Linked DNA regions of Mus musculus: all the other regions are linked to region 2. Evidence: chromatin contacts called from public HiChIP or PLAC-seq and promoter capture Hi-C data. All regions are on one chromosome and are shown on one strand. The core of a region is the stretch at or near the end of the contact, and the rest is flanking DNA. Distances in the headings are between cores, read along the strand shown.

What was found. Promoter capture Hi-C pulls out the DNA fragments that hold promoters and counts their contacts. HiChIP or PLAC-seq counts read pairs in DNA pulled down with a chosen protein or histone mark. Capture Hi-C pulls out chosen DNA fragments and counts their contacts.
Region 1: a contact with region 2 is called in an H3K27ac HiChIP or PLAC-seq map of thymic regulatory T cells, with 17 times the contacts expected there. The contact joins the promoter of Aasdh here to the promoter of Fip1l1 in region 2. A contact is called at or near these places in 4 of 39 promoter capture datasets (the C10 cell line, liver, neutrophils and 1 more), 7 of 484 Hi-C or Micro-C datasets (CD4 T cells, CD8 T cells, memory CD8 T cells and 3 more), 4 of 115 datasets of contacts at active chromatin or transcription factors (astrocytes, large pre-B cells, regulatory T cells and 1 more) and 2 of 9 other capture datasets (adipose tissue and liver).
Region 3: an H3K27ac HiChIP or PLAC-seq map of thymic regulatory T cells shows a contact between it and region 2, with 13 times the contacts expected there. The contact joins the promoter of Polr2b here to the promoter of Fip1l1 in region 2. A contact is called at or near these places in 4 of 39 promoter capture datasets (the C10 cell line, hippocampal neurons, liver and 1 more), 2 of 484 Hi-C or Micro-C datasets (B cells and CD4 T cells), 1 of 115 datasets of contacts at active chromatin or transcription factors (thymic regulatory T cells) and 2 of 9 other capture datasets (adipose tissue and liver).
Region 4: a promoter capture Hi-C map of adipose tissue shows a contact between it and region 2, with 4 times the contacts expected there. The contact joins the promoter of Srp72 here to the promoter of Fip1l1 in region 2. A contact is called at or near these places in 2 of 39 promoter capture datasets (liver and pre-B cells), 1 of 484 Hi-C or Micro-C datasets (CD8 T cells), 3 of 115 datasets of contacts at active chromatin or transcription factors (large pre-B cells, pro-B cells and thymic regulatory T cells) and 1 of 9 other capture datasets (adipose tissue).
Region 5: a contact with region 2 is called in a promoter capture Hi-C map of liver, with 5 times the contacts expected there. The contact joins the enhancer-like site here to the promoter of Fip1l1 in region 2. A contact is called at or near these places in 3 of 39 promoter capture datasets (the C10 cell line, liver and pre-B cells) and 1 of 484 Hi-C or Micro-C datasets (CD4 T cells).
Region 6: a contact with region 2 is called in a promoter capture Hi-C map of liver, with 4 times the contacts expected there. The contact joins the promoter of Hopxos here to the promoter of Fip1l1 in region 2.
Region 7: a promoter capture Hi-C map of pre-B cells shows a contact between it and region 2, with 4 times the contacts expected there. The contact joins the promoter of Rest here to the promoter of Fip1l1 in region 2. A contact is called at or near these places in 2 of 39 promoter capture datasets (the C10 cell line and pre-B cells), 1 of 484 Hi-C or Micro-C datasets (CD4 T cells), 1 of 115 datasets of contacts at active chromatin or transcription factors (thymic regulatory T cells) and 1 of 9 other capture datasets (adipose tissue).

What each region holds. Positions count from the first base shown.
Region 1 is chr5:76,904,121-76,907,549 of GRCm38.p6, forward strand. Aasdh (aminoadipate-semialdehyde dehydrogenase) reads right to left here and starts at 1,356. Exons shown (of 16, transcript NM_173765.4): 1 at 1,303-1,356; 2 at 89-260.
Region 2 is chr5:74,534,145-74,537,648 of GRCm38.p6, forward strand. It overlaps Fip1l1 (FIP1 like 1 (S. cerevisiae)), which reads left to right and starts at 1,347. Exons shown (of 18, transcript NM_001159573.2): 1 at 1,347-1,617; 2 at 2,657-2,701; 3 at 2,798-2,837. The coding sequence starts at 1,536.
Region 3 is chr5:77,308,100-77,311,790 of GRCm38.p6, forward strand. Polr2b (polymerase (RNA) II (DNA directed) polypeptide B) reads left to right here and starts at 2,385. Exons shown (of 25, transcript NM_153798.2): 1 at 2,385-2,531. The coding sequence starts at 2,513. It overlaps Noa1 (nitric oxide associated 1), which reads right to left and starts at 1,987. Exons shown (of 7, transcript NM_019836.3): 1 at 808-1,987. The coding sequence starts at 1,957.
Region 4 is chr5:76,972,951-76,976,746 of GRCm38.p6, forward strand. It overlaps Srp72 (signal recognition particle 72), which reads left to right and starts at 1,751. Exons shown (of 19, transcript NM_025691.1): 1 at 1,751-1,882; 2 at 3,448-3,568. The coding sequence starts at 1,774.
Region 5 is chr5:77,338,371-77,342,048 of GRCm38.p6, forward strand. It overlaps Polr2b (polymerase (RNA) II (DNA directed) polypeptide B), which reads left to right. Exons shown (of 25, transcript NM_153798.2): 17 at 951-1,047; 18 at 2,005-2,099. Among named protein-coding and RNA genes, the nearest start is that of Polr2b, 30 kb to the left of the region's middle. Within about 2 kb of position 1,876, at least 3 of the 459 cell types and tissues checked have an H3K27ac peak or open chromatin away from gene starts, as enhancers often do. A contact at or near this core is called in liver, where this site is marked.
Region 6 is chr5:77,096,516-77,100,222 of GRCm38.p6, forward strand. Hopxos (a long non-coding RNA gene) reads left to right here and starts at 2,315. Exons shown (of 2, transcript XR_880408.1): 1 at 2,315-2,486. It also overlaps a transcript of Hopx not described here.
Region 7 is chr5:77,263,259-77,266,832 of GRCm38.p6, forward strand. It overlaps Rest (RE1-silencing transcription factor), which reads left to right and starts at 2,236. Exons shown (of 4, transcript NM_011263.2): 1 at 2,236-2,530.

The sequences.
Region 1 (3,429 bases), core at 106-2,605, 2.4 Mb after region 2:
CCAAATAAATTTTGTTAAGCGCCCAATTTTCCACATTAATGTATTATACATATTTTTACAAAAATCTAGTTTGAACCTGGGGATGTACCTCAGGAGTTAAACCGTCCTTGTTCTTTCAGAAGACACAGATTCCATACCAGCACCCAACTGGGGAGCTCAATACAGTCCATAGTTCCAGTTCTGGCTGATCCCACAGCCTTTGAAGACACCAGGCACGAACATGGTGCACTTACATACATGCAGGTAAAACACTGCTATACCTAAAATTAAAAAAAAAAAAAAAAGTCTGTTTAAAAGCTGCCTTTTCTCTAAAAAGCAAGCACGTGTAACTGCTATTTTCTCACAAGAAAATATAATCTACTAACATAATTCACAGCAGTAGAATAACAAGACTATAACTTAGGTTTTTTTTGTTTGTTTTGTTTTTTCGAGACAGGGTTTCTCTGTAGCCCTTGCTGTCCTGGAACTCACTTTGTAGATCAGGCTGGCCTCGAACTCAGAAATCTGCTTGCCTCTGCCTCCTGAGTGCTGGGATCAAAGGCGTGCGCCAACACGCCCGGCTATAACTTAGTTCTTAAAATGTCATTTTTATAACTAGCTACAAAACTCACCACACAAAATCTATAATTAAGGAGTTTTTCTACTTTGAATTTAAAAGCTCCCAGTGGCAAAATTCAGTCTTGTCCAGATATTCATGTCAGCCATTGAATTTTATGTCTCTGTCCCTGTCTTTGTCCCCCTCCCCTCCCTTCAGACTGACTTGGGCCATCGAGATGGGTCAGTGGAGAAACTAACTTGCCATCACACCAGAAAACCTAAGTGTGATCACGGGACTCACATAATGGAAGGAGAGAACCCACTTCCGAAAGGTCCTTTTTGTTTCTTCACCATGCTGCACGCGCACACACGCACAATTTTAAATTAAAAAAAAAAAAAAGAAAAGGAAAGAAAAACAAGTGAGCCATGAAAAGGGATGACCTAGCAAGCAAATTTCGTGTTATAGCCTTAAGATTAGCAGCTCGGTAATGTACAACTGTAAATAAAGCCATTTAATCACCAACAGATCCTGATCTTAAGGGTTCTCCCTATACTGGGCATTATATATATAGGTAAATTATCCGTCTGCATCTTATACTTCTCACGCAGCCACCTTAATTACAATCACAAAAGCCTCTCGTTGGCTCTCGGAACCACGCTAAGAGGTGGCGCAGCAGGTGACCGAGGTGACCCACACAGCCGCTCCAAGCTGGGGTCCGGCAGCTCACAAAGTCTCCCCGGGTCGCCCGCGCTCTCCCGCCCCACCTTCTCACGACAGCGCGTGGCGTGCACTTCCTAGCCCAGCCGCAGACGCTCAGCAGCCGTAAAACGGACCTCTGCGTCATCTTCGGGCGCCCGTGACGTCACTCCAGCGTCGGGGGGCGGGCTCTCGCCTACGGGGCTCCGCCCAGACGTGGCGCACAGGTCTCCGCCGCGTTTGGCCCAACGGGTTTGGTCCGTGCGGATTCAGCCCTGCCGCTGAAGGTGACGCTTCAGGCAACATGCCTGTGCGTCTGCGTGAATTTGAGTGTTCCGTGTGCCTGCAGGGGCCGATGATTCCCTGGAGCATAGTCCCAGGTGGTTGTGAGCCACCACATGGGTGCTGGAGACCTAGAAGGGACCTCTGGATGGCCAGTGAGCTTCCTTGACAGCAGAGCCATATCTCCGAGACCCGGAGTCTCCTCGTTCCTTAAAGTGCGGGTAGAAATATCCCAAAGGCTGAAGTGAAGTAATCACCGCCTAATTGGCGAGTAAATTTGGCTTATCCCCTCCACACCTTCTGGGAACATACTCAAGATTGGTTGCGACCGTCATGGCAGCGGTGAAGTATGCCAGGGAAGCCCCCTGTCAGAATGAAACTCCTAACTGGCGTTTGCAGCTATTTACAACACTTCCCTATGAGGAAACCCAGGCCTGTCTGAGGTCAACAGCAGTCCCTAAAGCCACTGTATGCCTGGATGTGTGTTTTTCCGATGGCACAATTATTACAATAAATGGGAAGGGTCACCACTGTGGTGAGTTACTGTGCCCTCGCAGAGAGGAAAGATGGGATTTTTGTCTTGGTTCCTGTTGGGGGGAGAGGTGGAAGTGGCTAAGCACTATCTACATACAGTGCCTTAAAAAACAAAGGAGTGTGTCCTTATCTGCTGGAAAACAGAAGCTTGTAAGGGTCCATGAAGAATGACACCCTGGACTCAAATAGTATGTAAACACAAAGTGTGTTTTATTCTGTAGCTCAGCATGGTGGGGTCGTCCCCATTACAAAGACACAGAGTAAAAGCAAATGAGCTCGCAGGCTCCATTGAAAGCACATTGGAATTCCAGGGTAGGAGAGCTTTATCTTACTTATCTCTAGGCATTGTTACTGGGAAGTCTAGAAATCTTTGTAGAGGAAGTCTGGAAACTGTTGCTGACCCATTGTCCTTACCTCAGGCTAGGTGGCCAGGCAGTCTCAGATATCAGGGCAGTTCTGACTAACTGCCTGAAGCCTTTTTTTTTCTTCTTCTTCTAGTAACTGATTTGCCTGACCTTAGGCCTAGTCTCCTAAACTGCTAATTTGAAGCCTGTCATGGAATCAGATCTGCCTTCTCATCTGTCCCTCCAAACAGTGCAGGAAATACCTGTTTGAAAACCACATTTTCCTGTGTACTATGGGCCTCGCCAAACACCTTTTTAAGTGTTGTATTTGTTCTCTTAGCTTTCTATTGCTGTGATAAAACATGACCAAAAGCAACTTGGGGGAACCAAGATTTATCAAAGCACTATCACTATCACAAGTCAGGACAGGAACTCAAGGCCTGAATCAGAGACTGGAATAATGGTGGTTACTGGTTTGCTTAGCTTGCTTTTCTTTCTTTCCTTTTTAAAAATTGTTTTATGTGTATAGGTCTTTTAAGTGCATGTTTATGCAACACATGGTGCCTGGAGCAAGGCCACAAAATGATCTTACTAGGTTGTCTAGAACCAGAGTTAATTGTTGAGTCACCCTGTGGATACTGAGAATTAAACCTGGGCCCTCTGGAAGAGCAGCCCACCTGCCCAGGGGTGTCATTGCCCACATCAGTCATGCAGCAAGAAGAATGCCCAATGCGACGAAGTGTTTTCTCAGTTGAGGTTCCCTCTTTCCGCATGACTCTAGCTTGGGTCAGGCTGACAAAGAACTAGCCAGCACACTTGACTTTTCTCTCTCTAGAAAGAACACCGTCTTTTTTTTTAAAAAAAAAAGATTTATTTATTATTATATCTAAGTACACTGTAGCTGTCTTCAGACACACCAGATCAGGGCATCAGATCTCATTACAGATGGTAGTGAGCCACCATGTGGTTTCTGGGATTTGAACTCAGGATCTTCAGAAGAGCAGTCCGTGCTCTTAACCACTAAGCCAACTATCT
Region 2 (3,504 bases), core at 97-2,596:
AGGCAGATTTGGCCTAGTGAAGATTCTGGGGAAAGTGGCTATGTAGTCAATAAGACTTGTGGTCTAAAAGAGAGTTTAGCTCTGCTCTACTCCCCTCACCCCAACCCTGCTCACCCCATCTGCATACTCAGTTTATCTACATTTGCCTTTCACTCTACTCCAAATGCAGTTGGGTGCCTGGAACTTCTCTGTCTCTGGGCCTTTTGCATGTTCCTAATCTCCTTGTCAAGTAGCCCCCATGCAGAAACCCACAGAGCTTACAGCCCTTCTCCATTAAGGGATCTACTTATTTTAATTAATTAATTAATTACCACGTGATATTAGATTATACCTCCCTTTTAATCACTTGGCCGTGGGTCTTTTTACAGCTACTATTATTTTTAAATCCTTATCAACATGATGTGTCTATCATCTTCCATTAGAATAAAGGCTTCATGAAAGAAAGGATTTTTTTTTTAACCGCCAATCTATATAGTCTTGAAGAGTTCCTAGTACTTGGGTAGACTTTCATACATATTTGTTGAATTCAGGGAAGATTTTTACGAGGAAATTGTACACAGAAGTTGAAACAATTTAAGAATTTCCTACAGGGGAACAGGGCATAGCAAACAAGAGTTCAAAACTAAGAAGAATTAAAACCCTCGTGATCTACTCAGGTAACGAGGAATCAAGTGATACAGATAAAGTCTAACGCTCGACCCTCCTCATCAATCACTAATTAAGAAAATGCCCTGCAGGTTTGTCTACAGCCCGATCTTATGGAGGTATTTTCACAACCAAGGTTCCCTCCACTCAGATGACCAGTTTAAGTAACTTAAATAAAACTTTCCGGCCACAGAGTCTCCCTGTATAGCCCAGGCTATCCTGGAACTCACTATGTAGACCAGGGTGACTTGTCTCTGCCTACCAAGTGCCACTATGCCCAATACTAATAATTTTTTAAACAAAGAGAACGCATCCTTTATATATTAAATTTTTCTTTTGTTGGTTGTTAAAATTTCGACGAATTGACAATTGTGGTTCAGTCAAACCCGTGCGGGATGCTGGCCTTCAGGATTTTAAAATAGACTAGTGGAGGGAGAAAGGCAACAGGGACAGAAAAGAACAATGGTGTAGCAAAGGGAACTGGGGAGTGGGAGGAAGGTTGGGGGAAGGGAACTTCAAAGAAGACCAGAAGCCCCAGAGAAAGCCACTCTTGAGAAGCTAAGCTAGAATCCTTGGGGTGGGGCGGGGAGGGGGAGGAGCCAATCGCGCGGCGCTTGCGCAATGAGAGGCCCAGGTGCCCGCCGCCGCGGAAGCGTAACCACCTAGAGACGCCGCGCCGCTTGGGTGCCTGCGGCGCATGCGCAGACGGATCGGTCGCTGACTCTTCAGGGTCGCCGCCTCCACCGAGGTTGGCCCCAGATTTGAGTCTCGCGCTCTTCGTTCGCTTACCGGCGGCTTCCCTCCCATTCTCGCGCCCTGGGACGGCGAGGCTGGAAAAAGGGGTTGAGAGAGCTGTTGGCCGCCGCCTTTAACTTGTGCGTGGGGCGGCCATGTCGGCCGGCGAGGTGGAGCGCCTGGTGGAGCTGAGCGGCGGGACCGGAGGGGATGAGGAGGAAGAGTGGCTGTATGGCGGTACGGAACTTCCTGTCTGTCTCCCCGGTTCTCTCTGGCCTTCCTCCCAGCGTTTCAGGCCCAGGCGTCCGAGGCCTCTCGTATTGGCCCTAACCGGCCTTGGTTAGGCCGAGTGCGGCCTGCTCCCGGCCTTCGCCCGGACCCGCAGGCACTCACCGCGCGGTGGACGCGGGCCAAGGAGGCCGGGCAGCCCTGCGTCGCCCTCCTCCGCACCGCCCGGGCCTCCTCGCTTCTGCGCTCTCTATTCATGCTCTTTATCGATTCTGAGCCGCTTTGGTGTCTCTCTTGCTCAGTGGCTATGGGGTGCCCCTCCTCGTCCCTTTCTTTCAGAAACCGTCATTCTGTAATAGCAGCTAAATAAAGTCAGTGCAATGAAACTAACGTCTTGTTTCTTGATGGTCAGTTTGTATGGGATGCACCTGCAAGGGTACCTCCTTGTCTGAAAGTCGTGCTTTAAAAGTATTAATTAAAAGAAACAGATGAAATACACTGTGGTCCATAAAGAAAACCCTGAATTGTGGCCTGTATTAAGGTGAAGTGTTTTGTTTTTGTTTTTATTTTTTGTTTTTTGCTTTTTAAAGAGCCCTGTATAGTCCACGTCATAGTTGTATCTCGTGACTCTTCCCATAGGCTTGTATTCGGTGTTTTGTGTTTGTGTCCCCAAATTTAATGCGTCATGTACTTTGTTTTTGTAGGGGACATGTCTGATGTCTGAGTTTTAACTTTAAGTCGTAATCCCCCTTGGCTGTTATACCAGATTTGAAAGTATTTTGTTCTTTCCTAGAGCATACATTCTTGACATAAATTTCATAGATTATATAAAAGTGAACGTTAGCGTCTTAAGCAGCCTTTTAGTAATGAAACTCCGATAAACTTGTAAAATTGATTATTTCTTTAGTGGAAAGACAGCATCGGTACTACCCTTAAAATGTGAAATGTGTGGGGTTTCTCTTAGCATGATGTGTAAATCCCCTTGTATTTCTTTCCATAAGAGATGTGTCTTGCTTATGAAGTGATCTAACTTTGGCTATGCTTGTAGGCCCGTGGGACGTGCATGTGCACAGTGACTTGGCAAAGGATCTAGGTTAGTGCTTGTGATCTTCCCTTCAGATTTCTATACTACTTGTTGCTTAAGCTTGGTTTCTTTATTTACTTTATTTTATTTTATTTTATTTGGTAGATGAGAATGAAGTTGAAAGGCCAGAAGAAGAAAATGCCAGGTTGGTGAACTCTCTCCTGTTGATGTCTTACACAGATTGCGATTCTAGCAAGTTGTCTACTGTTTGATCATAATCCTTGGCGAAATTGCATTTTGACCAAAGTTGAAGGACTGTTTCTACTTGTGGACCAATCCTGTCCTGTTTTCTAGTAACGTATAGGACAATTTTTTGAGTTATTAGGTACTTGCCAACTTTTCACTGTAGAGTAACTTTCACCCTTAATTGAGCTTAGAGGTGTACACAACATAGTTGGGTTTTTGTTTTGTTTTGTTTTTCAAGACAACGTTCTCTGTGTAGTGTGCATAGCCCTGGCTGTTCTGGAACTCACCTTGTAGAGCGGGCTGGCAAGAAGATCCACCTGCCTCTGCCTCCCACGTGCTGAGATTAAAGGCAAGAGCAACTTTATCTGGCTGAGTGTAGTTGTTAAATTACTAAGAAAAAAAATAATTTACTGTAAGAATTAAAATAACTAAAAATTGTTGCTTTCATAGTTTGTTAGTGTTTTTATAGTGTCACTTACTTTTGGTATAATTTCTTATTTTTCTTTTCTTTTCTTTTCTCTTCTTTTCTTGGAAACAAGCTCTTACTGACAGGCCTGGAATTCCCTTTGTAGACTAGGCCAGCCTTGAACTCAAAGACATCTGTCTGACTGCCTCCTAGAGTGCTG
Region 3 (3,691 bases), core at 1,135-3,634, 2.8 Mb after region 2:
ATCCCAGTGAGAGGGTTGACTCCCAAAGACGTCATGACTGTGCACTGCTGTAGTACACCCAAGGTACATAGACAGCTTTAAATACTCAGTGCCAAAGGGTAGCTAACGGAGTTAAACTCTGGTTTCAAGGGAACACAACCTAATTCCTAAGACTATAGCTCTCCAAGTATGCATGTTTCCCCTCCTCCTTCCTCAGCTTTTTCCTTGAGACAGGCTCTTGCATGGCAGCCTCAGGCTCTGCCTCCCTAGAGCCCTGATAACAGTGTCACCATGCCAAGCTGTTAGTTTCTCAGAAAACTGTCCTTTCTTCTTGAGATATCTCCCCACACCATACTGTATCAGCTCTTTTATATGTGTTACAGTCCAAGAATAAGTCAATTCAGGGGGTGAATGAAGAGTAAGATTGGGGGGTAAGGGGTCTTAGAGTAAAAAGAAAAGTTTATTTTGTTTATGGATCCCATGGTAGCCTCCAACGATGTAGCTGAGAATGGCTTTGATCTCCTCCTGCCTCCACCTCCCTAATGCTGGGGATACAGGAGTTTGCCACCGCACATCCTTTTGGATGCGGTAGACTAACTCAGGTTTCGTGCATGCTAGGCAAGCACTTTAGCCCCAGTCCCTCTAGAAACATCTCTATTAGAAAACCAAACATGCATCGAACTTCCAAACACTAACCTGTCACAAGAGGTATGTCCAAAGAGAGGAAAGACATTTTAAAGGGACGGCTCCAGGCAGCTCAAGGTGGACATTTAAGGATATGTACTAGGTGCCTGGGTCAAATCTAATTTCTCAGCAATGGGGCCTCACCTGGCCAGGGGGAGATGGTGGCCCGGTCGATGGCTTCGGAGCCCTTGGCGGTGCAGTAATCAGACTCCAGGAGTGTGTTAAAGAGAGTGGACTTGCCAGCATTAGTGGTGCCCACCAGGTAGACATCACCACGGTAGCGCCAGGAGCGCTGAAGAGCAGAGATCATTTCTTCAACTCCATAGCCCGTCTTGGCGCTGATCAGTCGCACGTCCTTGACTACCGTGCGGGACCTGGAGGACGGATTCTGATTCTTTATCTCCTCCAGTGGCTCATCCCCGGCAGGGTACTGTGGTCCTTGATGACCAGGAGCCACCACGAGCCCGGCGCGGATGCAATCGTCCCACAGCCGCTTCCGCAGCCGCTTCAAGTAGCCGGGAGCGTCCTGGGGCAGCAGGTCCACTTTGTTCCCCAGCACGATGAGTTGCTTGGGGCCCACCAGCTTGGGCAGGTCGGGCAGCAGGGCGTCCGGCAGGTCTAGAAGATTCACCATATAGAGCACCAGAGCCGGCCCGGGACGCCGCAGCGCTGCGCTCACAAGCTCCAGGTACTGATCGCGGCTTACCTGCAGGCGCAGGGCTCGTCCGTGGTGCACCAGCAGCCAGCAGCGTTGGCACACGGTCCGCGCCGGGCCGCCTTCCGCCTGGGCAGCGTCGCGGAACTTCTCCTCCGGCAGGTAGCCCGGCAGGCCGGGATGCTGGCAGTGCAGCTCGGCTCCGCAGCCCGAGCAGTAGATGCCGCTGGGCGGCACCGAGGCGTCTGGAAACTCCGGGACAGGCAGCGTCCGGAAGCCCGCCCGCAGCTTCTGCTGAAGCCGCTCCTCCCGCTGCTGCAATCTCTCTCGTTCCTTCTCCTGCTGCAGCTGCTGCAACTCCCGCAGCTCCTGCAACTCCCGCACTTGTTCCTCCGGGGTCCGCTCCGGGACGTACTCCGGGAACAGAAAGCGTTCCTCCGTGTCCGGGCCTTCTGCATAGTCCTCGGTCGCCGTGGAGCTCGGGGGAACCCGACGGCCCAAGGATGATGCACGCTGGCGGATGGGGACCTCACACTTCCCCTCCAGAAGCCACCGTGCTGGGCCGTAGCACGCAGCGGCCGGCGCGGGGCCCCGCCGGAGCCCGCAGAGCAGCCCGCAAGCCAGGCGCGCGGGCAGCATGTGGACAGCGCGAGGAGGGCGGGGCCTCGCGCGCGCACGCGCGCTCGCGTCCGAGAAGTTCCTCCCCCAGCGACTAGACGAGAGGGAACTGTCCAACAGTGCGGCCGATTCTCGCACTCTCGCGATGACAGCTCTGAAACTCGAGAGTTCAGGCAGACGTGCAAAGGCACGGACTCGATAGAGCTGGGTGAGCAGAAGGTTCTCCAGTGCTCAGTCCACACGCGGAGCCATTTCTTTCATAAATCTTCAAACAAATCAAAACACGCAGCAAGAAACTTTCATTAGCGTAACCTAACTTCTGGCTAAGGAGCCGTCTGTCCTCAGCGGCAGCCAGCTAGTCATCACTCGCGCATGCGTAGTTCAAGTCCAGCCAGACCCTTTGCCAGTCGTCTGCGCAGGCGCAAGCCTCACACCCCGCCCCCTCGCTGAGACGCCGAGGATTCTGGGAACGTCGGAGACGGACATTGCTTGGTATCGCACTCTTGAGTTTGCCGCCGCGCTTCCCGTCTCCAGCTTTGCGATTCCGAGTAAGAGCTCCAGAAACCTTTGGCCAAGATGTATGACGCCGACGAGGGTAAGTGACCGCTTGAGGCACGCTTCACGCTATAGCCCCTTAGGCGGGACGGCGGGGGACCTGCAGCAGGGATCAGCGCCAGCCGCCGCATCCCGTCCGTGGCGCGCGGGCTCCCGGCAGCCTGGTTCCTACGATTTAGCCCGGGAACGAAGTGGGCTTTGCTAGCGGTGCAGGCTCGGGGTTCACGTTCCTGGGTCGGCTTGATTGCTCCCTACACGGCCTCCCGTTAAATCTGTAACCACCTTCCAGAATCGACATAGCGTAGCTTATTAACTAACATTTAGTTGTTTGATGTTGATTGATTTCATTTATCATTTCAGTCGACTTATTGAATAGCTATTATTATTATTATTATTATTATTATTATTATTAAACGGCACAGGGAATTGAACCCAGGGCCTGTCTGCACATACTCTGCTTCTGAGCCATATTTCTAGGCCCAGGAAGCTCAATTTTTGACCACGTCCTTGTGTTAGACATTGTTAAACTCTGGACGTATTAGGGACAAAGAACGGGTTCTGGGTTGACATTCCTTCACACTGTCTTCAGTTTAAGTAAACTGCCTTAAAAGATGGCCTTAAGCGGTCACTTCCCACGAGATGACAGTTCTAGGATGGTATGTTTTCCATTTTCACGAGGACAAAATGGCTTTTTACTTTTTGTATGAACACTTCTTAGTCCTACCCATTTTATTTTCATGTTGTGTGTGTGTTTTTTTTAAGCTCCCTTTTCTCTGATCAAAAATCATTTTATTCCAGCTCCCAACTTTGTGGCTGTCCTATGCATTCCCCTCCCTCCCCCTTTTCTCATGGAAACAATAGAAGCAAACGCTTTAACTTTTAAAATTGCTTCAATGTCTCAGACCCATTCATACCTCATTAGAATCTATTAGAATCGTTATATTCTTTTTAAAGTTATTCTTACTTGAAGGAAATTTAGGAGCTTTAAAACCATATGACATTTATTTATTTTGTGCATATGTATGAATGTGGGCGCACTCATGGGGTGTACCATAGAGGTCCTGGAGTTTGAATTCAGGTTCATGGCCCTCAGACTATATATTTCTGTAGAGCATATTTCACTCTTCAGATACTTTTAACAGGAGCGTGATGCTCAAACGAAGCTTTCTTACTGGACTGGAGATGTAGCCTGGTGCTCGT
Region 4 (3,796 bases), core at 501-3,000, 2.4 Mb after region 2:
ATCTAACTAGGAAATACATAATCCAAGGACACTGGACATCTTATTTACCTCAGCAACTGTAAATTCCTAGTACAGGCATGCACATAGCACTGAGATACTCACTGAATGAATAAAAGTGCAAATTCCCAAAGATGGGGACACAGCACTGGGTGATTTAATAGACGACTGCATGTTCAGCAGCTGGGAAATACACTATAGTTGGGGTCTTGGGTGTTTTGTCAAGGCTCCTTTGGCACTGTTTAAAGGTGGTGGAACGTCTAGGCCAGTGGTTCTCAACCTTCCTAATGCCATGACCCATTAATACAGTTCTTCATGTTGTGGTGACCCCACAGCCACCACCATAGAATTATTTTGTTGCTACTTTCATAACTAAATTTGCTATTGCTATGAATAGTAATTTAAATATCTAATTTGTAACCCCCCTGGCGGGGTCACAGCTGTAGGAGATGGTGCCTAGCGTGAGTGTACTTTTTAAAAACTTGACATTTTGTCTGTGGCTTCTCCAGCTTCTTCCTTCCCAGTAACCATTAGGTGAGCGGCTTAGGGCCACTACGACATGATTTCCATCATGATGAAGCACCTCACTGAGGTTCCAAAGCAACAAAGCCAACCTACTGTGGCTGAAATCTATGAAATCATGACCCAAAAGAAACTCTTTTAAGTTCAGTCTGATGTATCATACTGACCACACATATGACAATCAGCTAGCGTTTCAGCACTTGACTCAGGCAAGAAACAGGAAGTAGATAGGTGGTTTAAAACCTAAGTAGCAACATTAAGAGAACATTAGGTTGAGTCTAGGGGAAGTGAAGGAAGGTTTGGTTCAGGTCTCCCAGGTAGTAAGCAAAGTAAATAAGGTCTCTGGTCTTAGGACTATAGGTCGTTCAAAGAGAGGGGACTTAAGGATCAATACTCAGGAATAGAGAGCCTTGTAGATGGTGTAATCTTGTAGAGGGTGTAGCTGAATGCTAAGACCACTTACATAGTATGCACGGGTCTTCTCCACAAGGAAGTCGAGCCTTGGAAGCAGAATGTGTACTGGCTAGGCTGCAAGAACAGGTTTCCTTAAAGTACATTAAGGAAGGCCTCCAGGACGTAGTTTATTGTATGACATCTACCTAAGTCAATATACTCACCTCAGAACCTGGTCCTTCTCATCTCCTCGGGCTTCCAGCCCACACTGCTCCTGAAACTAGATCTCAAAGGGAGGTTAAACAGTGCCGTTCACTGTATTTTTGTCAGTCCCAGACCTATCTTCACTTCTAGATTTAGTCCCAGGTTCTAATCACCGCTCGTGTCCTAAAATGGCAATCCCGAAGCACCCATGAGCAGCTGTGGCTCTACCTGCCGCCTTCAAGAGCCTCTCTACGGTTCCTTAAATTAGGTACCCCTCCTACCACCCGAAGAACCGGGAGTTTTCTCTCCCAAAGACTGTCGCCCGGCCACAGTCGGAGCACAGGGGTCTCCCCAGAATGCCGGCGGCTTGGGGCTAACAGTTTCGGCGAGCGCCTTCTGAATCTGACCCCTCCTACCTCCAGTCACCTTTGGATTAGGAGTAAGGGCGTCAGGCAAACAAATGTCTTGCCGCAAGACAGAAAAAATTAAAAACCGATTTCTGACGCTAGCTCTGGGACAGACCAGCTCGCGACTCCCGGCCGCCTAGCAACCATCAACTTCCTCCTTCGCCGAGCCAACTTCGAGATCCTCTTCCGGGGCAGAGGTCGCCCTGCTCCTCCCACCCCCCTCCCCCACCTCACCCCCACCTCCTCCAAGATGGCGAGCGGCGGCAGTGGTGGGGTGTCAGTCCCTGCGCTGTGGAGTGAGGTGAACCGTTATGGGCAGAACAGCGACTTCACGCGTGCCCTCAAGACTGTCAACAAGAGTAAGTGTCCCGGCGGCCCGGGTTGTCGGGAGGAGGACATCTCCTGGGTCGAGCGTGCGACCCCTCGGCACAGCGCGGAGGGGGATCGCTGCGTCCTCAGGCTCGGCCCCAAGCCCGGGGGCGGGTCGCTGTCCCACGGCCACCGGCGGCCCGAGCTCGGTCGCTTAAGGCCACGTGTACTTCCCTCTGTCCCCGCGAGACCGGGCGCGAGGGGGAGGGGGGACTTAAAGAGACCATGGCGTCCGGAACCGCTTCCCAAAATGTTTTTCGTGTCGTCTCCGCGGCGGGATTTTGCAAAGATGTCAGATTGACTTTTCTTCGTTCATCTTGAGTGAAGGGATCAGGACAGTGTCATGGAGGAAACTTGTTGACTGGGGCTGGGGCCGGGGAAGGAAACCTGTCTGGACACGTAGCATCCGCTCTGTTGCAGACAAGGTGGAAGCGTTGCAGATTGGAAAGGTGTGAATATCAAGTCGTTATTCATTTCCACGCACAAAGTCTTCCCCGTAGTGTTTAGCCAGAGAGTGAGTGAGTGAGCGTCCCAACATTTAAAATAACGTAAGGAAACTAACCTGCATTTTTAGCCCCCATAAGTTATAATTTCAAATTTTAGTTGCCTTCAGTATGAGATTCCATAAGTTGTTATTCATCACTATGTGCCTGTAATATGGCCGTGCTATATTTTGTACAGTAGATACACCTGTGTGTGTCAGGTTTGGTGATGTAACTATGAAACCCTTCAGCTGTACAAAGCCCCAGTTACATAAAGGCTATCACAGTAATATACACTTTAAACCTTCGGGTTCCTGAGTTCCTATAAAAGTAGTGACAGTGGCCACAGTGCATTAAGGAAGACAGCTACTAATTAGAATTGATGATTGCCAAACTTACTTGAATTCACTTTAGCCCTTCAGTGGGCCTACAACCAATATTTAGTATCGGTATAAAACTCTGTAGCACTTCTTTGATCAGCCAAGACTGTCCCTTCAGCCCTGTCTATTAATTTCTAGAAGTCCCTTCGACGACTCGTAAAGTGAGAATTGGATTCCTGTGGTTGACTAGGAGCGAGGGGAACCATGGTCCTAGTCATTTTGACACTTGACACGCTGTTGGCATAGAGCCGTGGCCGCCTGAGTTCTTTGTATTTCCCTTTGATCTCTTTATGGGAAAGGGAAATTTTGAATATTTCTTTAGAACACTCTAAAGATAAATCATGTCTACATTGTACTTTTTTTTTAACAAAAGATTTATTTATTATTATATCTAAGTACACTGTAGCTGACTTCAGATGCACCAGAAGAGGGCATCAGATCTCATTACGAGTGGTTGTGAGCCACCATGTGGTTGCTGGGATTTGAACTCAGGACCTTCGGAAGAGCAGTCGTTGCTCTTAACCACTGAGCCATCTCTCCAGCCCTACATTGTACTTTTTGTTTGCTTTACAGTGCTGAAGATTAGACTGTGGGCCTCACATTCGTTAGGCAAGCTGGATTCTCGTCTGTATTTAGTAAAAGTGTGCAAGAGGAATGGATTTAGAAATGGCTCTCCTAAACACTGTTCTCTAGTATTGCAGATCAACAAGGATGATGTCACTGCCCTGCACTGTAAAGTAGTTTGCCTTATCCAGAATGGAAGTTTCAAAGAAGCCTTGAATGTCATCAATACTCACACCAAAGTGTTAGCCAAGTAAGTGACTGTTAGTTGCTGTCGTTATTGTTAGTTACTGTCATTGGAAATACTTTGGCCATCGCTATCACCTCGCCCATTGCTCACCTCCCATTGCTCTCTTCTGCGCTTTACCTTTGGCCTGCTTCTCTTTCCTTTTTCGTTGGTCTTTCTGAAGTTGGAAGACAAAGTAGTGATCTTGGTTCCTTTCTGCTGGACTGTTGGAAGAATTTCAGAATTTTATTTTGT
Region 5 (3,678 bases), core at 626-3,125, 2.8 Mb after region 2:
CTATATCCCATAGGCTGAGTTTCCTACACGCTTCGTTAGTGCTGGGAATACAACTTTGGGCTTCATAATTCCTTACAATGAATCAATCTCTTATTGTTTATTATTACTGTGCACAGATGCTGTGCCATACATATAGATCATAGGACAGTTTTGTGGAGTTGGTTCTTCCCATTTTATATAGGTTCTGGGGTCAGACTTAGTTGGCCAGACTTGTACAGCAAATGCCATAGTGTGGGCTCACCTTCTTTTTTTCTCGTTCCCTCCCTCTCCCACCTCCCCTTTCATTGCCTCCCTCTCCCCACTCCTCCTCCTTCCTGGTGCTGTTTAAAGATGGGATGGTCCTATGTTGCCCAGGCTGTTTTCATATTCCTGAGCTAACATGGTCCTCCTGCCCTTGCCTCCCCGAGTGTCAGGTGGTAGACCTGTGGCACACACCTAGCCACCTATCCATTACAGTAGTTAGGGCAGCAGCTACTAAGATCTAACTGTGGCCTGAAAGATGGTGCCACAACTGTGGTGGCATGGGGAGAGAGCAGCAGGGTGGTGTTGGTTTCATATTTAAAATTAGAAATTAGGAGGCTAGGGTCTGAGGCTTGAGTTTGTCGCTAATTCACTCTGGAGGCGTATGTATGTTCTTACCTTAGAGTCGTGAGAACAATAAAGCTTGTTTATTTAGGGTTAGGGGAAGCACTCTGTAGTTATAGACCATGTTACATGGAGGAGTACTGATAGTAAGGATGGCTTCCCTGGGAGTGATGGTTTCAGGGTTAAGCAAGCAGAGCATTTGCCTCACACACAGGTTCAGGGAGGAGGAGACAGCAACAGTTTCCATGATACAAACATCCAAGTGTTTGTGACAAATAGGATGAAAGAAAATGGATTTCAATGAAAGGATAGGTTTCCCTGCTTCCCAGAGGGTCCTTTACTGTTTGTTTTTGAATGTACTGTAGGAATCAACTCAATTGTGGCCATTGCATCCTACACGGGCTATAATCAAGAAGACTCTGTTATCATGAATCGTTCAGCTGTGGATCGAGGCTTTTTCAGGTCAGCTTATAGTAATATTTGTTGAAACACAGATATAGTGGAAATGCATTTTTTTTCATAAAGTTTTTAAAGAATAAGCTTGACTGCCCTAATCCAAAAGCAGACCTGGCTGGTGGTCATACAGCTATTGGCGGTGAGTCTTGTGTCTCTGGGTTTTCAGATGTGATATTTTAAATGTTTTTCTGTTGTAAGCAAATATGTAATTGCATTTAGATAATATAGAAACATCTAAGGAAGAAATAGAAAATAGAACTCTGAAATAACTGCTGGTAAAATAATGGTGTGTTTTATCTGTTTTCTTGTTTGTTTTTAGAGACAATTTCACTATGTAGTTGAAGCTGGCCTTGAACTTACAGTGTAGTCCAGGCTGGCTTTGAACTTACAGTGTAGTCCAGGTTGGCTTTGAACTCACAGCAGTCCTTCATCCCAGTCTTCTGGGTTTTGGGATTACAAATGTGCACCATGACTTGGCTTCCTATATTCCCCTTTCTTACTGACAATAGATTAATCTTAAATATGTAGTAGCATAAGAAGGTTCTTTCAAACACGGGGGATTTAGAGGGGAAACTTTTCTCCTTATATAATTCTATAAAGCAGCACCAGGACTGAAGTGTGGACATCATAACTTCATATAAAAACGCCTCAGTGGGGATACTTGAGCAGATGAAGGCAGGCCGTGCTCGGGCTGCTAGGAGAGGAATTCTGTCAGTAGGAGGCTGGACTTATTACCTGGGTCCCCCTGGTCTCATGTGTGATGCCAAGTGTTTACAGTTGTGAGTCAAATGCTACATGTAAAATCCATTTAAACTGAACCTTGACCCTAGTACATAGTGACCCTTGTGCCTGTTTTGTGGTTCAAATTGTCTCTCAGATATCAGTTAAGCCAAACACCATTGCTGTAATCTAAGCCATTTTACTGAAAGAAAATATAAATGACCTTTGCAACTGTGTTTTTAGGTCTGTTTTCTACCGATCATACAAAGAACAAGAGTCTAAAAAGGGATTTGATCAAGAAGAAGTGTTTGAGAAGCCTACACGTGAGACATGCCAGGGTAAGAGACAGCGATGTCTGCTGGGGTCAGGGCTTGTTAGCAGCATTCTTCAGTGTCAGCACGAAAGCCACAGCGAGCTCATACACAGGCGCAGGAAGACTAGCTCCGGGTGACCAGCTCTGACTTAAGCCAGACATAACAGTCCATATTGGCCTTTGATTTGAAGACTCCTATGTAAAGCATTGTGGAATTTCTTAAGACCTCATACAGGATATTCAGAACATACAGGACAAAACCAGGGTATGTGGTCAGCATGTCCTTTAGCCAAGTCACTTTTTTGTGTCAGTGACTGGTAGGCATGTTACAGCAACAATATGAAATAGCTGGCAGGCATGAACAAAATGACTACAGCTATTCTGGGGGGAGTTAGACCATAATAACGTCAAACTGTGGGGTTCCCCTTTCACTGCTGTGCTGGCCTGTGCAGTGTTGCCAGGCTGTGCTGCTGTTCCTCTTATCTAGCGTGTGCGTGTGCGTGTGCGTGTGTGTGTGTGTGTATGTGTGTATGTATGTATCCTGTGGTGCTCTTAGAGCTCAGACTTAAGGGCATTCTTGCTTCAGATCTCTTCTCCTTAGTCGGTGGGGAAGAAAGAAGTGAGGCTGTGTTATCTCATGGCCACACGTCCCGCTGCATTCTCACTCTGCTGCTTGCTTGTTCTTCAGTGTCTTCTCTAAACCGCTGTGAGAGCAGCACAGTTTATTAGCTAAAATACTGCTCAACATCTTAAGATAATGAAAGGATATTCAGCAGTTCTTGTCTCCTGTTAGTCACTGTCACAGGCCACTTAGAAAGTTCTTACCCTAGCGAAGTGGACTCCTAACAGTATTGTGTGAAGGTATAGTGTCCTTTTTTTTCTTAAGTTCTTCCTTACTGCATTCCCATTGGTTGGTTCTATGTAGCAGTAAGTGGGTGGTCAGTGGAATTATGATGCACAACTTGGCCAGGCAGTGGTGGCCTGTGCCTTTAGTCTCAGCACTTAGGAAGCTGAGGCAGGTGGATCTTTGAATTCTAATCTTGGAGTTTAAGGCCAGTCTGGTCTACAGAGTGAGTTCTAGGATATCAGGCTACACAGAGAAACCTGTATTTGGGGTGGGGTTGCGGGGGTGGTGAGCACAGCTAACGATGCTGTGGGAGAATACATGTGTAGGACACAGGCATTCTTCCTCATGTGACAGTGGCCACACAATAGGGAATGCTTCTTTTGATAGAATCCAACTTTCTACTGTTCTGTTCCTTTTTTTCCCTTAGTAAGTTTCTTTTCCTTTTTAAAAAATCATTTTTATTTTATGCGTATGAGTGTTTTGCCTGTGTATATGCCCAATGACCATGGAAGCCAGAAGAGAACATCTGATTGGAGATACAGATGGTTATGAGCTGCCGTGTGGGTACTCGGACTTGATCCTGGGTCCTCTGGAAGAGCAGCTAGTGATCTTAAGTGCTGAGCTATTTCCCCACTCCCACTTTGAGACAAGGTGTTTGCTCGGGAGTCTTTGCTGGCTTCAAACTCACAGAGACCCATCTGCCTCTGCCTCCTGAGCGTTGGGATTAAGGGTGTGTGCCACCATGTCCAGGTATAGT
Region 6 (3,707 bases), core at 1,065-3,564, 2.6 Mb after region 2:
AGCAACCACACATGGTGGCTCACAACCATCTGTAATGAGATCTGATACCCTATTCTGATGTGTTTGAAGACAGCTACAGTGTACTTACATATAATAAATAAATCTTTTAGAAAAAGAAAGAAGGAAGGAAGGAAGGAAGGAAGGAAGGAAGGAAGGAAACAAGGAAAGAAATACCTTTCCTGTTAGCACGCATTTCCCCTCCCCGTCCTTCTATGACACATACTCTTTTGAAAGTCATCTCACAGTCAGGGACATTGAGGCAGAGGACCCAAAGATTCCACGATTTCCAACAATGGCCAGAACTCTAGAGCGGAAATACTGAGTGTTGGTTCCAGGCCCGTGGTCTGCTAGCCCCCTTACAGTAAGGCAGTCTATCTTCAGTTTAGTGGGAGAAACTTATCAGCATGAGGGCAGGGAGGGGCTTGTCTCCGTTTTCAAAGGGTGCATCTCTAATTAGACACTAATCCCAGCCTATGCTGTCCACCAAGGCCACCACCACCATTCGAGCTGTCAACTGAAACATAGCAGGGGTAACGGCTGCCTCTGGTGTTGCTTCTTGCCCATTCCATTTAATACAGTCCTGCTGATTCTTCCACCAGGACCTTTGTTGATGCCCGGTGGAATCCTCAGGCCTTCAGAAATAGCCCACTGCAGGAACGTGACTCAGACGGGCGTACACGCTTCCCCGGGTTTTTTGTAACTGCTGGTGTATAACTCATGGGTTGCTAATGTCGCTACGTGGGATCAAGTGCATTTTATTTTATTAGTTTTCTGTGGCTTTCTGTTACCAAACTGAGTGGGGTTGTGTGGGGGAGGTCCTGGTTTATTTTAAAGGACTGGTAGGGTGAGTTGGTAGAGGACCGCTGGCCTTGGTTGGCTGCTAAGGAGACTGTGGGAGGGTCTTTGGACAGCATCTAGCTTTCCAAGGTACACTAAACAAGCACACTTGGCTTCTAGCTATGGGGACGCAAGAGCACTACCGTCAGTTTTTTGTTACTGCCCTGCAGAGCTCAGGCGCGATTATTTCAGCCCTCCCTGGTAGGCAAATGTTTGCTGTTGCTTTGTTTCTTTCTGTCTTACTGTAAGAATCAAGCGGCCCTGGTAATGGTGACCTTGTAAAGGTCCTCAACTGTCTCCAGTAAGGAAATAAAGTAGCCATTGAGAAGTTTCTCTGAACTTAGCCTAACCAATATCAGATACAAAGAACTAACAACTACTTTGAAGCCCTGTCAACTTCAATCTTAACACCAGAGTTAACTGCTGCGGTTGTTCACATCTTGTGAAACACCTCGAAGAGCAGTGTGTCCTGTCATTGTGTTTTAGTTCTGTGCTTGGGGAAGTCATTGCACAAGCCCTTTCGAGAGGTTAAATGAAAACCAGCTGGCTTTTTTTCTAAATCCGTTCCAAAGCCTGGGCTGACCTTTGTGTCACAGGCTCAGCTTTATGTCCTGTGAGCCTGTAGTCCTTTGCTTTGGACATATCTACTTACATTAACGAGCTCATACGAAGTGCTATGAACCTTGGCTACCTCCCTATTTAAACATCTTCTCCCTCTCCCAGAATTATGACTTCTCTGTAGCGCCACTAATATCCAATCAAGAGAGAAAGCAATTTGCTACCATAAACCTACTCCAGTTGGCCACAGGGCTGAAGCAGGTGGATTTCCCCCCTAAGACAGGGTCTCAAACTTGCTATATAGTTGGTAAAGACTTTGAATTTCTGAGCCTACCTCCCCCCCATCTGTGTGTGTGTGTGTGTGTGTGTGTGTGTGTGTGTATGTGTGTGTGTGTGCATGTATCTGCACCCTTGCCCATGTGTGCCTCCTGAGAGTGTACCCAGGGTTGCATGCATTTTGGACAAGCATGCCACCAACTGTGAGCTACATTGATAATCCAGGTGAATCACTGCTTAGGACATCTTCCAGTTTTCTTTGCCTGCATTTTTCTTGTGTTCATTGTGAACTGCCTGCAAGCAATTGACTCTGTAAATATTTTTGTATTTTCCCAAGCAAGAAAAAAATGCCGTGTGGCTACTTTTCCAAGAGAAGTGATGGGTCTCTGCTTTGGAAGACAGGATCTTCCTACTCAGAGGTTACTTAACTTACTGCTTTACAGAAGATGAAAAGGGGGTTCACTCAAACTTTCAGTGTCCCTTAGAAACTAACAAAAAGTCAGCCTGTGTGGTAGATTGAATGAGAATGCCCTCATGGGCTCATACATATGAATGCTTGATTCCCCATTGGTGGGTGGCTTAGAAGTGTGGCCTTGTTGGATAACAAATAAATAAAATAAATCACTGTGGGGTGGGCTTTGAGGTTTCAAAAACCCACACCAAACCCAGTCTCTCTGTCTCCCTCGCTCCCTCTTCCTCTCCACCCTCCCTGTCTTCTGCCTGCCACGAGGATTTCAGCTCCCAGCTACTGCTCCAGGGCCAAGTCTGCTGCCATATTTCCAACTCTGATGTTCATGGACTAACCCTCTGAAACTGTAAGCAAGCCCTCAGCTAAATGCTTTCTTCTAGAAGTTAGGTCATGGTGTCTCCTCACAGCAATAGAACAGTAACTAGAATATTTGGGCTATAGCTCAGTGGATAGGACGCTTATCTTGCATACACAAGGTCCTAGGTTCTATCTCTAGCCCTAAAGGGAACAATTGAAAAGAGGAGGCAGAATATTTATTTGCCCCGACATTCTAGTATCCATGATAGAAATGCCAGGAGAAGAGGTGTTCTTTTAAATAGAAGCCTTGTTATTACTGTCCCTAAGCAAAGAACTGTCGTTGTCAAGCCTAGCAAAGTCTCGGGACCATCTGCAGCTATGTCTAGGACTACTCCACAGCTCCTGAGCGAGAACCACATTCAACCAAGCCCAGTGTGGGAGAGACAAGGGGAGTATTTCAACGATGGTCATCTCTTACCATTTAATTACTGAAATTAACTGTGAGCGTTTGGAAACTCTTATGGCTTATCTACCTGTTCTTGGCTCTGTACCATGGCAACATCTGAGTAGGCAGTAAACTGAGATCATTTTAGGGAAGTAAGCTTGAAAGATAAGTTTTAGCTTTTAAAAATAATTTTATTTCTCTGGCGGTGCCAGGGGTTCTCTAGAGTGGTTACAAGGGCTGGACCTGTTGACCTACAGGATGTGCGATTGTTTCTCTTTACAGGACATTTACATCAACATTTTCTTTCAAGGTTCTCTAGGAAAACTCCCCTGTGAGCAGCAACATCCTGCCTCTCTTCCTCCTGTCACCATGTGTCACCATGTGTACTGTCAACCTTAATGCTTGCCAGAGCTGCGTCCTCTCGTGAGCTGCGTCCTCTTGTCGTCCGTGAACACCATCTAAACCTCTCAAAGCTATTTTTATCCCCAGCTTCTGTGACCTCGTAGGGTCAAAGGTCCCATCTGATGACTATTTACTGTGTAAAAGCATTTCCTGTTCCAGCTCAGAAAGGGAATTGGAAGTATTTTCCTTTTGGGAGTTTGGGCTTTGTCTCCAGGCTAGCTTTGTTGCGTCCATCGGTCACCAGAACAAGGATGAACAATGGCTGCAAAGCTAATTCCTAGGGACTCTCATCCCTGACATGCTAAAAGTGTGACTATTTTGCTTCTTCCAGAGCTCTTGGAAGTCAGAACTTGATTTTGCAATTTAAGTGGGTTAGTGAATTAAGCAAGCGCTCTCACACAGGGACACACACACCACCAGAAC
Region 7 (3,574 bases), core at 986-3,485, 2.7 Mb after region 2:
TGGTTAGAGGTAGTTGGGAAGAGTGTAGTTTCGCACACAGGACTCAGATTCTCAGTACTGCAAAACCTGGGTGTGTGGATTCAAACCTTTAATCCCAGTAATTGGGAGGCACAGGAAGAAAAAGCAAATGTTCAAGGTTATTTCAGGTGACACAGTGGGTTTGAGCCACTGTGCCTGACTCTGCTTTGAGACAGGGTCTTGTGTATCTTTTTTTTTTTCTTAATGGGAAAACCCAGTTAAGGTGGGTTTTCCCACCTCGACTAGCCTAATCTAGGCAGTCCCTCATGGGCATTTTTTTAAAAGATTTATTTATTTATTATGTCTGTGTACGCTGTAGCTATCTTCAGACACTCCAGAAGAGGACATCAGATTTTTGTTACAGATGGTTGTGAGCCACCACGTGGTTGCTGGGATTTGAATTTAGGACCTTTGGAAGAGCAGTCGGTACTCTTAACCGCTGAGCCATCTCACCAGCCCCAGTCTTGTGTATCCTTAGCCTGGCCTCAGACTAGCTATGTAGCTGGACATGACTTTGAACTGCAGTCCTTTTGCCTTGAACCCTAAGTATCTGGATTACTGACCCAAGCCACCAACCTGGTCTCTCTCTTCACCAATTCAATGGGAAGGAGTTCTTGTTTCGTTTGCTTTTCATTTCCCTCTTCCTCAATTTTATTCCTCTAAGAGTTCTTTTCAAATCTGATTCAATGCACGGAGCTTGCACTGAAAAGACTCTGGTGCGCAGCGGCCTATACCTGTAAGACCAACACTCCAGAGGTGGAAAGACCACAATTTGGATGCCTGCCTAGACTATGTAGGGAGACTGTCCCAGAAAAAACAGCCATTGAAATCTTTGGTGGTCAAGTACCTTAGGGCCTTCATTCCGCCTTGCCTTCAATTTTGTACCAACTAGTAATATATTGTAGGGTTTTGTTTTGTTTTGTTTTTTTTTTTTGAAAGATGGGTTCTACAGCGTGCCAGAAAAGAGGTAAAGGAAAATGTCAGAGAAACCTGAAGCTCTGCTTCCAGCCTCTTAGCACCCACCTGCTGCTACCTCTGTAGTAATGCCAACGAGAGGTTCACACATTTAGATCCGGAAATGCCGGGCCCTGAAGGCGGCCGAGAGCTTTAAACTCTAGCTGGTAGTTCACTAACTACAAATTAAAGGCTACAAGGCCCACTTCCAGGAAGACATTAAAAGCAGGCTAAAAAAGCATTTCAGGTGAGAAGGGACAGGACCTGAGACTCCCTGTCCCCATTATAAGACGTCAGGTACTGAACTGGACTTGGCTTTGTCTCAACCCCCACAAGGACTGATTTTCTCCTGGTTAAGAGTTTGCAATGTGAAAGCATTTTGACCTCATGAAGCTTAAAATTACAGTTAAGCATAAAGATCTGTGTAGGCAGGCACTTAGATTTTGTTTCTTTGATTGAGAAAGGTCTCACTTTGTAGCTATGGCTGGCCTGAAAATTCTTACATAGCACACTAAAGCTTTAAGCTCTCAGCAATCCTCCTGCCTCTGTCTACTGAATTCTGAGTCTGATTGCAGACAAGAGCAATCCCCCACCCCCGGGCCCCCCAATTTGTCAAGTCAATGACCTGGATCTCCTGGTGCTCACGCCTTTCAAGTAGGATTACAGACTTGTGCAGCCAGGGCCGATTTTCGGGTTTTGTATTGTTTTTTAATTTCTTGCACTAGTGTCCCTAAGTAGCCCAGGTTGATCTTGAACTCCGGCCTTTAACTCTTGATCCTCCAGTCTCAACAGCATTCTGAGTGTTGGGATTAACGGCGAGAGCCCACACGCCAGGCCTGAACAGTATTTTTCGAGGCTTCAGCCTTACTTAAGAGGCCAGTGACAATACTTCTCAAGAGGGCGGTCAATGCCTGCACGTTTTTTCCTCCAACAACCCCAATTCTCGTGCACGCCCGGGTAAGGCTGGGGCTAACTTCTGCTATTTGTTTATAAAAGAAAGAAGCTCAGGGAGTAGGTTCCGCCCCTTTAATGAGCCTAAGGCGGGAGTCGGGGGCCGGGCGGATTAGGTAAGTTTCCCCCGAGGCGCGCCCCCAGGCAGGCCAGGAGTCCACTTCGAGCCTCGGGACCGAGGGGCGGGGCGCGCTCGGCGGCCACGCGCGCGGGCGGGGAAGGGGGCGTGTCGGCGGGCGCGCGCGGACGGCGAGGGGGCGTGTCCGGCGGGCGGGCGGGCGGCGACGGCGCGGGCCGGGTGCGCGGCGCAGCGTCCTGTGCTGGAATGTGCGGCTCCCGCGAGCTCGCGGCGCAGCAGCAGAAGACCGAGGAGCGCCGCCGAGGCCGCGGGCCCCAGACCCGGGCGGCCGGGACCGCAGCGACGGCAGAACCAGGGCCGGCGGTCTGATCCCGCTCCGCGATCGCACCCCGGGATCTCGAGGGCCTCGACGCCCAACTTTTCCCCGCTCTCCCTCCCCTCCCCTCCCCCGAAAGTCCAGCAACAAAGAAAAGGAGTTGGAGCGGCGGCGACGCGGGGGTGGCGGACCGTGGGCGCACAGTTCAGAGGGTAGGACGCGGCGGAGCGAGGAGAGCGACGGGGGAGGGCGGCGGGCAGGCGCGGAGCGGCGCGAGGCGCTGTCCAGGGCTGATTTGCAGATACTGTGGCTCGGGCGGCGCGGCGGCCGGGCGGGGGCGGGATCGAGTTACGGAGCGAGTCACGGGCTGGGCCGGGGGCTGGTGCGGAGCGGCGTGGGCATCGGCCCCCAGCGGAGCACGGGGAGGCCCTTCCGCACGGCGCTGAGATCCGGGGCCACGGAGGCCGGAGCGCCGCTGCTGGTGACCGCGGTCCTGAAACTTCCCCCCTCCGCCCTCCCTCCGCCTCGGGCCCAACGCCCCCGGCCCCGCCGGCGTCCCAGGCTCGCCGCCCCCTCCCCCCCAGTCGTAGCAGGGCCGGAAGGCGGCCGCCCCGCTTGACTCAGCCCGGGGCACGGGCGGCGCCGGCGGCAGGCTGGACAGCGATTTCTGCGGCCCGCGCTGGCTCTGCGCAGCGGGGGAGCGAAGTTCGCAAACTTCCGGGCCACGGGGGCGGCGGTGGCGGCCCGCGTGGGGCCCCTCGCAGCGACCGGGGGCCGACAGCCTCGGGAGGGCGCCGCGGAGCCCCGGTACAGGCCCGATCGGACGCGGGTAGCGAGGTAACTTTTCCGCCCAGTCCCGGCCGGGCTAGTGGCGGGCGGCGGGGGAGGGGGCTGCGGGGCCGCGGCCGGCCGGGGAGGCGCCTCTAGGGTGGTGGGCAGCGCGTGAGGTCCGAGCCCAGGCACCGCCCGCGGGTTGGTGGCGGAGAGGAAGCAAGAGGGCCCAAGTTTGCAAAGAGCTGCTTTGTGTTTGGTATTTTGAGAAAATGGCCGAATGCCTATTTCAGTTAGGAATGCCGCCGCCGAGGCCGGCGCTGGTGGCAGCGGCACATAGGAATTCGGTGCAACACGTTGCTCTCGGGCTGTGCTTAGCACAGTCTGCCCGAGAGACGTGGAGATTTCCTTGGGAGTGTGGCTGCCGAGGTGCGTGGGGGAAGCTTTAGAGTGGATGTTGAGGTCCGTTGTGGAATCCGTGGGGC